Linked DNA regions of Gossypium hirsutum: all the other regions are linked to region 1. Evidence: chromatin contacts called from public Hi-C data. All regions are on one chromosome and are shown on one strand. The core of a region is the stretch at or near the end of the contact, and the rest is flanking DNA. Distances in the headings are between cores, read along the strand shown. Region 1 holds the start of LOC107948228 (54S ribosomal protein L17, mitochondrial). Region 2 has its middle 170 kb from the start of LOC121203633. Region 3 has its middle 140 kb from the start of LOC107942695.

Region 1 (2,879 bases), core at 110-2,609:
TTTACTTTTCTTCAACAAATATTTCCAAATAGCTTACTTTGAACATTAATTTCTCATTCACCACTCAACCATTTTGAGCATATGATGTATCGTTGTAAAGGTCTCATGGAGTAAAATATGAAACCATAATTTTATGATTCAACTCTCCACCTTTACCTATTGAGAATATGCCTCAAAGTTCCCATAAAATGCAATTTTTCCAACATCATTTTTTTTTCTAAATTTTTTAGCGAAACCTCTCATTTAAGACGTCATCTAAATAGTTGTTTGAAAAAAATTAATAAGGACATCATTCATTCAATACACCATAGCCACTCAACCATCTTTAGGAGGTGGTTCATCTATAAAAACCTATAAGTTTGATGCTGATGCTGATGAGTGTCATCAAGTTATTTCTACTTTTCTTGTGTGTGGCAAGCATTCATTTAGAATAGTTCAAGAACTGAGATTTAGATACATGATGAGTATTGTTAATCCTAATTTTAATACAATAAAACATTTATTATATTTATGTTAATATTTTTAAAATATAAATATTTTTTAATGAGTTACAAAACATTTATTTTAGCATTTTTAGTGCATTTAGTATATTATATATATTTTAAAAAATATTTTTAAATAAAAACTAATCTAAAATAATCAAATATGAGCAAGCCGGATCGGTTCGAGTTTACCTTTTTTAAATCAAATCGGATTTGGATAAAAATGTAAGCCCATTTTCTAGACCGATTAGACTTGAATTAAAAAATTGATCTAAATACATTGTATGGATCTAGCCCAAATTTGATCCAGCCCGATGACCTAAGTTTTAACACTTTTTAGATGAATTAATGTAGTAGACTGATGTGATCATTGGGTACATGTCGATAACATCTAGAAGAAATTATACTGATGTGTTGATTACCATATTATGTTATCCCGGAATTTGACATGTTTTTTAAACTATAATTTATTGATATATTATATATTTTAAATTTTTTATATAAAAATAATTTAAAAAATTTAATATGAACATGCCAAGTCAGATTCGAATTTAGCATTTTTAATTTAGGCTAGATTTAGATAAAATTTTAAGCTTATTTTTTAAATTAAGTTGGACAGTTACCAATCACAAAAATAATAATAATAATGATAGACATTAATGGTGATAATATTAATGGCAAGAACATTAACAAAAACAAATTAATAAAACAATTTCCAAGGGAAGTTAATATAACTATACATATGTTGGCTGGAATGATAAAAATTTTCCTTTATGATCCGATAATGTTTAGGAACTCCAAAAGCGATCATGGAATATTTACAGCTAGATGATCGGTTTATTTATATTTACACTGGAATAATATTGTAATTGTTTTCAATTTTTATCTACCAAAAAGAAAAATGAAGGCAATGAAGTTAAAGTAAGAAAATAATACCCACATACTGGAACCGCGTTGATTAGAAACTACAAGATTTCGGCCGCTCCTGAACCTTCTAAAATCTTGGTCTTTTCCCTTTCTATCGTTTTATTCACTTAAATGAAGATAAATTAAAGGGTAAATTTAAAAATAATTATTTTTGTTTAATTTAGATTATATTTTAGTTATTTATATTATGGTAAAACATAATGTGAAGTAAATAAAAATGAACAAAATCTTTCACTTCTCTGTCAAACTGAACCTTCTGCAAAGCTAACCAAGAGAAGGAGCCTTCTCTTTTGTTTTGAAACCCTAGCCGCCGTGAGCTTTCATCGCCATCAAAATGTCGTCAAGGGTTGTCTCCAACTGTCAACCCTTTTAAGTCGCCCCTCTATTTCTCCTTTTTCAAAACCTTCGATTCGATTTGATTTTGGATTCAAGGCCCTTTCTGTTAAGTTCTTTTTCTCCAGTTCGTTTTTTTCAGGTCACCAAGTGCTCGACGATATTACTCAACGAACAAAACTAGAAGCTGATCATTTTACTCTCTTGATCGGATCACCAACTTTCTTCGGTAAGAGCCTGCTTAATTGGATATGATCTAATATATTATTAAACCAGTAAAAAACTTGAACGATTTAAAATGTGTACTTAAAGATAAATTGCATGATTTAGCTTTTATATGACTGTTTCGGATTAAAAATCGAGTTGATTCTATTAACTCAATTCAAATAATTTGAAATTCGATTTTTTTTCGAATTTTTCGAGTGGAATCGAATTCAATATTAAATTGAAATATGCAGGCAGGGGCCGAAGGGCTTGATTTGTTCTTTTTTACTCTGTCTTTAGTTAATTTGTTCTTTCTAACTTGTAGATATTTCCATGAATTAAAAAAATTATTAATTTTCTGAGCAAAAAGGCTAATAATACCAAGGCATACATCTTTTGCATGGTACATTATTTTAGTTTCTGAAACATAGATTTTGTCAATAGAAACTCAGTAAACTGGTTTTCCCTATACTCAGGTGGGATGCGAAAATGCTAAAAATACACAATTAAAAGCTTGAATATTCAAGATTTTTCTCGAGATGGTTTAATCTGTCAATACTTTTGCAAATTTTGATATGTCTCTATACAAGTAAACATCAAGAGTGAGTTCCTTTTTTATTCCGTTTTTATTTGCATGCATGTGCTTGTGCTTGTGCTTGACCAAGTATCATTTGAAATAAAGATTGACCATTTATGAACTTTGATTTCAGTAATCTCAATAAACCATAGATTGTTTTATTCCTTTTTTATTTACATGCATGTGCTTGTGCATGATCAAGTATCATTAAAAGTCTCTATGCACGATAACTTTGATAAGTCAGATTGTTAATGAACCCTGATCTGCTGCTTTAGAATATTTCTATCTCCATAGATTATTGGGTTCTCCTTGCCTAATTTGTAATTTCCTTGCTTGATGTTGAATATTTAAGATAT
Region 2 (2,879 bases), core at 151-2,650, 400 kb before region 1:
AGAAAAGCCTTTTTGGAATCCTTGGTAAAGTTTTACGTATATAATTATTCATGATACTTCCTTAACTCTTAAATAGGAAGATAATGTGCTTCAATTAGAGGTGCTCATGGGCCAGGTCGGGCCGAGTTCGGGCCGGGCTCAACTAAAAATTTAGGCTCATTCATTGGGCTCGGGCCGGGTTGGGCCCAAAAAATGGGCCTAAAATTTTGTTCAAGCCCGACCCAAATAAAAATACTACAACTAGGCCCGGCTCGGCCCGCCTGTATTTATTTTTATATTATTTTATATAATTTTTAAATATATATAATACTAAAAATACCAAAAAATTTTAAAATAAATATTTTCCAACAAATTGAAAATAAATTTTAAAAAATATGTAGACTTAAATAGCACTAAGATAGATGCAACTTAACAAGCAAATACTTCTAAAATAATAACAAAATTAACAAATGCCTTTAAAATAATAACAAAATTAATAATAAAATAAATTTTATACAATATCCAAACAATAACAATAAAATAGTAGTAACTAATAGTAATATGGTAGCAAAATAGGGAGAAATCAAACAGAAAATAACATTCAAAAACAAAAAAAAAATATCAGATTTTTTTGTCATTTAGTGAATTCAGGCTGGGCCCAGCCCAAAAATACCCTACCCGAGGCCTAGCCCATTTTTTAAACGGGCCTTATTTTTTTGTCCAAACCTATTTTTCGGGACTATATTTTTGCCCATACCCTCCCACATTTCGGGCTGGCCTTCGAGCATGGTCGGGTAGCCTGACCTATGAGCAGGTCTAGCTTTAACGCACTCAAATCTACGACCTCCTGCATTAACAACAATGTAGATACCAATTGAATAAATGGTGTGAATATTGCGGTAGAAATAAAAATGAAAATTCTTCAATGCCATTGTAACAAAATAATTCTTACATTAGTTCAGTTGACATCATTGCTAATGTAGTAATTAAAAATATGTAAATATGAACATATTTAAATACGTTTTTTTTTTCCGATTTAAAATTTAAATAGAGGTTATGAGTAAAAATAGTCTTTGTTATATCAAAACAATTATTTTTTTGAAACGATAATAAATGCTTAATTTAACATGTTTATTGGATGAGTGGTAAAATTCTCTAACAAGGAAAACAATTTTGGAAAGATTTCTTTTGTTGAAGTCTTTTTTTTTTTGAAAGAGAACATCTAGATCATTTTATAAGAGAAGCCCCAAAAACAGAACAAAATGGAAAAACAAAAACAAAAGGCTGTTCAAGGAAACCAAGCCCAAAATCAAAACATAAAAAACAAAACAAAAGAACAATACATAGCAGCCCATCAGCAAAAGATCTAGCTCAACAGGTGGGGGGACTCCAGATATTTCCATCCTGTTATTATCCAAATTGGAATCCCACATCAAAAACAACAAAATTTATTGGAAAACGTTGCTTCATCATTACTTGCCCTGAATAAGCATCAACATCAATCAAAATCGCCGAAGAAAAAAGGAAAAAAAACAGCACAACCCTTAACCCTTCATTTTCCAAATCCAAAATCACCACACAAGCAGCTCTTCATTTTCACCTGAACTCCAGTCCCCTCCGATCAGCAAGCATCGCATCCTCCGCGCCAGAAAAGACCATATTCGCCAGATAAGAGTTTTCTCTTTTCTTAAGACCCTCGATAGTAATAAAGTGAGCAACTTGGTTTGATTCGCGATGGGTAAAATGAAAAATACAAAAGACAAAACCATAGCTCAGTTTTTTAGAGTCTTTTATAATACCTGCGATCTCTAATCTATCATCCTTTTGCTCTTGCAATTTGCAGATGACTGAACGAGAGTCCCCTTCAATTTCAACCTCTCTTAACTGAAGGAATAAACCGAGATGAATCGCCCAGAAACCCGCCAACGCTTCTGCAGTAAAAACAGAAGGTAAACTTGAATAAAACACTATTTTAGAGCAAATCACATCTCCTTTTTCATTTCTTACTACCATTCCAAAACATGACCCATTCCTCTGTTTGTTAAAAGTAGCGCCAAAATTGATTTTTACCCTCGGTCCAGTCGGAGCAACCCATCTGTCAGTAAGAATCGGCCTCGCTGGTAAGTCCGTTTTCACTCCATCAAGTTCTTTTCGGGAGTTTTTAACATAATCTGCATTTTGAGAACCAGAAGTAGAAACTCCTTCATGAATGAATCTGTTTCTTGATGTCCATAAAGCCCACATAGTGCATGCTATCAACCTACACTTAGCCAATGAATAGGATTGGAACAATTTTTTAAACCACTCATTGAAATCTGTACTTGCTTTTGTGTTAGGCGAAAAAACCCTTAAGCTTTCCCGTGTCTCTTTTGCTGAAGGACACTCCCTCAATATATGCTTCCGTGTTTCCCCTCTATGTTGACATCTTTGACAAGTAGTTGATCCCATCAAGCATCTATAATGAAGGTTACCGAAAGTAGGCAAATAGTTACTAGCAATCCTTGACACATGATATTCGCGACAGGTTTTAAAAATTTATACTTAAGCATTCTTGAAACTAACTATTATCACGATGAAGACAAGTGTACCTATCGAATAGTAGTATAGCTTTAGCAAGACCGGATTATCGAACCCAAAGGAACCAAGAGTACTAGTAATTACTTTCTTTTTATTATCTAGCCTAAAAATTAAGGGATTTATTTATCTAAATTAATTAACTAAACTAAGAGTGCATAGAGAGAAATTGGGGAAAAGCTTTTAGGAAAATTCGATTGATTAGGACAATAACTAAGGAAAAATCCACCTAGACTTCACTTGTTATTTGACTTTGAATCAGATGATTTATTCATTTGACTTGATCCGTAGAAATACCTAAGATATATTATTATCTCTCTCAAGAC
Region 3 (2,879 bases), core at 176-2,675, 330 kb before region 1:
CCATAGCCATCAAAACTGAACTTACTCAATTCAATTAGCGGTTCCACTAGTACCATATAACGGCAAAAGAAAGCTGTAAAACTCATTCAATCCATTTAATTTTGTTATTTATGTTTCTATTATTATTTATTTGTTCTTATTTATTGTTTTTATGAATTTTTTTCAAAAATTATATGTTGTTGGAGAAACAAAATCTTAAAATAGCGTTTAGCATTATTGAAAGTAATAATTTTTTTAAAAATTTAATCAATTGAAACATTCAGTATATTAAAAAATTATTTCTTTGAAACTTAACTTCTGCTTGAGAATTACTTTTCCATAAATATGGTAATGACTCCCATGATAAAATATGAAAAGTTACTTTCCTATATAGATTGAAAAGCTAAAAATATATTAAAGAGGGTATTAATCTATTAAACGTAAAAAAAGAAAAAAAGAAGAAAGATACAATTACCTTATTTCCACTATCAACTCTCTTATTATTTCAACTGATTCTTCAAAAGTAAATTCTTTTTCTAATTTTATTTTTAGTATGTATATTTAATCACGTACATGGTATATTGTTTACATATTATATATATTTTTTATTTTTTTCCTTTTTTTCCTTTGGATATATCATTGAAATCTCAATTGCATTAGAGTATTCATTCTAAAACAAATTTTATATATGTATTATTACATTTAAAAAATACAATGAATACCAAATGTTGCACATAAAATATATTGTGAAATATTAAATACATAAATATTATTTTTATTTAATAATGGTAAATTTATAAAATATTATTACATTCTTAAGAAATTATTTAATGAATTAAATGTAATAATGCAACTTTTTAAAGATTTTAATCAATATTTTTTAATGTATATCAAATATTACAAAATAACTTTCCCAATAATCACATTTCAAAAAACCACAAACCAAAAACCATATAAAATTACAGAATTTACGATTTTGAAAAGAATCAAATATCATGGCAAGCTCCCACGTTACAAAAATTGCCCAATAAGCGAGACTTATATTAATATTTTGCCTTCTAACATTATCACGTTTTGGCAATATGTTGCTCTCTTGAGGCAAACCCCAGATAGCAATCATATAATTCAAATATTAATCCAACTCATTTTCATTATAAAAATATTTAATATATTTATCAATAAATATTGGATATAGGGATAATGTATGTTGTACTAAAAAAACATAAATTCAAATCTTAAAAATATAATTATTTAGAGAAATAATTACAAACCTTAAATATAAATAGTAAAAATAACATAAAAAAATCAAAAGAAATCAATCATAATTAAATTTGTAACGAATCTAAAATGATAAAACCTGAAATAATCCAGATTGGATGGGCTTAGATGCCAAGATAGTCTCAAACAACGTGACCAGCTTTGGCCTCTGGGCTCTGATCGACAATAATTGTCCTTTGGTATATAATAAGCTAAAATAGGAACAAAAGCCCAAACACAGAACTAGAACGGAAAAAATGGCCCAAAAAGCCGAAAGAAAAAGAAACCCTAGCTGCTACTTCTTCAAGAAAAGGAAACCTAAGCTAAGAGACCTGTAAAAAAAAAAATGCCCGCTGGTCACGGTGTGCGCTCTCGAACAAGGGATCTGTTTGCCAGACCCTTCAGAAAGTAGTGTTACATTCCTTTGTCCAACTCCTCTAAATTCAAAATCTTATCTCATTTATTTAACGTCCCTTTGGATGGACGATTACTCTAGTGCAGTGCGTTTAATTTTTTTTGTCTCATGTCACAATATTGCTACAGTATCTAATTTCATCGCTACTGTTATTTTTACACTAATCGCAAATAAATACACTGCTCATCTAAAAAGACCTAAACTTAGCTAGATAGAGTCATGGAGATTTCCACTCTACATTTTTTTTCAAAGTTCCTTCTGATAATTGGACTTTATCAATCTAATATCTAGTTCCTTTTTACATTAAATAACTATATTTGTTGCCTAACTCAACATTTAAACACGTTAAAGGTCAAAACCGCAAACCCAAAAACATAGTTGTAATGTTACGGAAACAAGTTAAAAATCTTGTTACAACAAAAAGGTGGATACGGAAATTGGACCATCAAAATTTCCAAGAGGGAAATTGAGACATAAGCTTCCCTTTTTCTTACTAGGTAATGATAAAAGCTTCTTTGGTCGTTCTCATCTGAACAGCTGAGTTTGGCTCTGTCAAGACTGCACTTGGGATGAATGAAGCAAGGATCCAAAAGAGTAGATGGATCCAAGCATGTTCCAAGACACCCGCTGGTGCTGGTCTGGGAGACTGCAGAGAGAATATTTGTTATCCCACATATACTGGTGTGGTTAGCTTCTGCCATCTTTGTTGTTTTCAGGTTAGATTTCGACAAATTATAAAGTGTTGAAACCATTTACAGATTCGGCATATTATTCAGCATTACCTTTTTCGATTTTAACCATGTTTTGAGCGGCCTATGAAACATGAGTGCACAAATGTCTGCGTATGGTTATCACTTTTCAGGTCTTTTCAAGGCTGGGCAATTTAAGGAGCAAATTATTGCTTTATTTACCATATAAAAATAGAAAGAAAAAAGGAAACAATTGGGTGTGGATAAACTTGGGCATTAAAACTTGTGCAAGTTTTCATTCCTTGCCGCCGCAAGGCCAAGAACAATTACAAGAATGAAGATTTGCATAAGATTGAACACAAAATCCGGCGCCATTCCATTTGGAAGCACACTTATGTTTGCAACTTTGAGGGTCACACTTTCCATCACCGGGGGCAGCTAGAACATCATGGCAAATCTCTCGTCCTATTTCTTCACCCATCATCGATGCAACTGCAATAAATTTGGTCAATATTACAACACCAGTTATTATATTAAAT

What was found. Hi-C and Micro-C count contacts between places; a contact is called where the count stands out from the background.
Region 2: a Hi-C map of leaf shows a contact between it and region 1, with 2.1 times the contacts expected there. The contact joins the enhancer-like site here to the promoter of LOC107948228 in region 1. A contact is called at or near these places in 3 of 34 Hi-C or Micro-C datasets (all in leaf).
Region 3: a Hi-C map of leaf shows a contact between it and region 1, with 4 times the contacts expected there. The contact joins the enhancer-like site here to the promoter of LOC107948228 in region 1. A contact is called at or near these places in 5 of 34 Hi-C or Micro-C datasets (all in leaf).

What each region holds. Positions count from the first base shown.
Region 1 is chrA04:21,692,820-21,695,698 of Gossypium_hirsutum_v2.1, reverse strand. It overlaps LOC107948228 (54S ribosomal protein L17, mitochondrial), which reads left to right and starts at 1,359. Exons shown (of 9, transcript XM_041111035.1): 1 at 1,359-1,538; 2 at 1,871-1,971.
Region 2 is chrA04:22,089,027-22,091,905 of Gossypium_hirsutum_v2.1, reverse strand. No RefSeq gene overlaps it. Among protein-coding and RNA genes, the nearest start is that of LOC121203633, 170 kb to the left of the region's middle. Within about 2 kb of position 1,400, at least 7 of the 9 cell types and tissues checked have an H3K27ac peak or open chromatin away from gene starts, as enhancers often do. A contact at or near this core is called in leaf, where this site is marked.
Region 3 is chrA04:22,023,102-22,025,980 of Gossypium_hirsutum_v2.1, reverse strand. No RefSeq gene overlaps it. Among protein-coding and RNA genes, the nearest start is that of LOC107942695, 140 kb to the right of the region's middle. Within about 2 kb of position 1,425, at least 4 of the 9 cell types and tissues checked have an H3K27ac peak or open chromatin away from gene starts, as enhancers often do. A contact at or near this core is called in leaf, where this site is marked.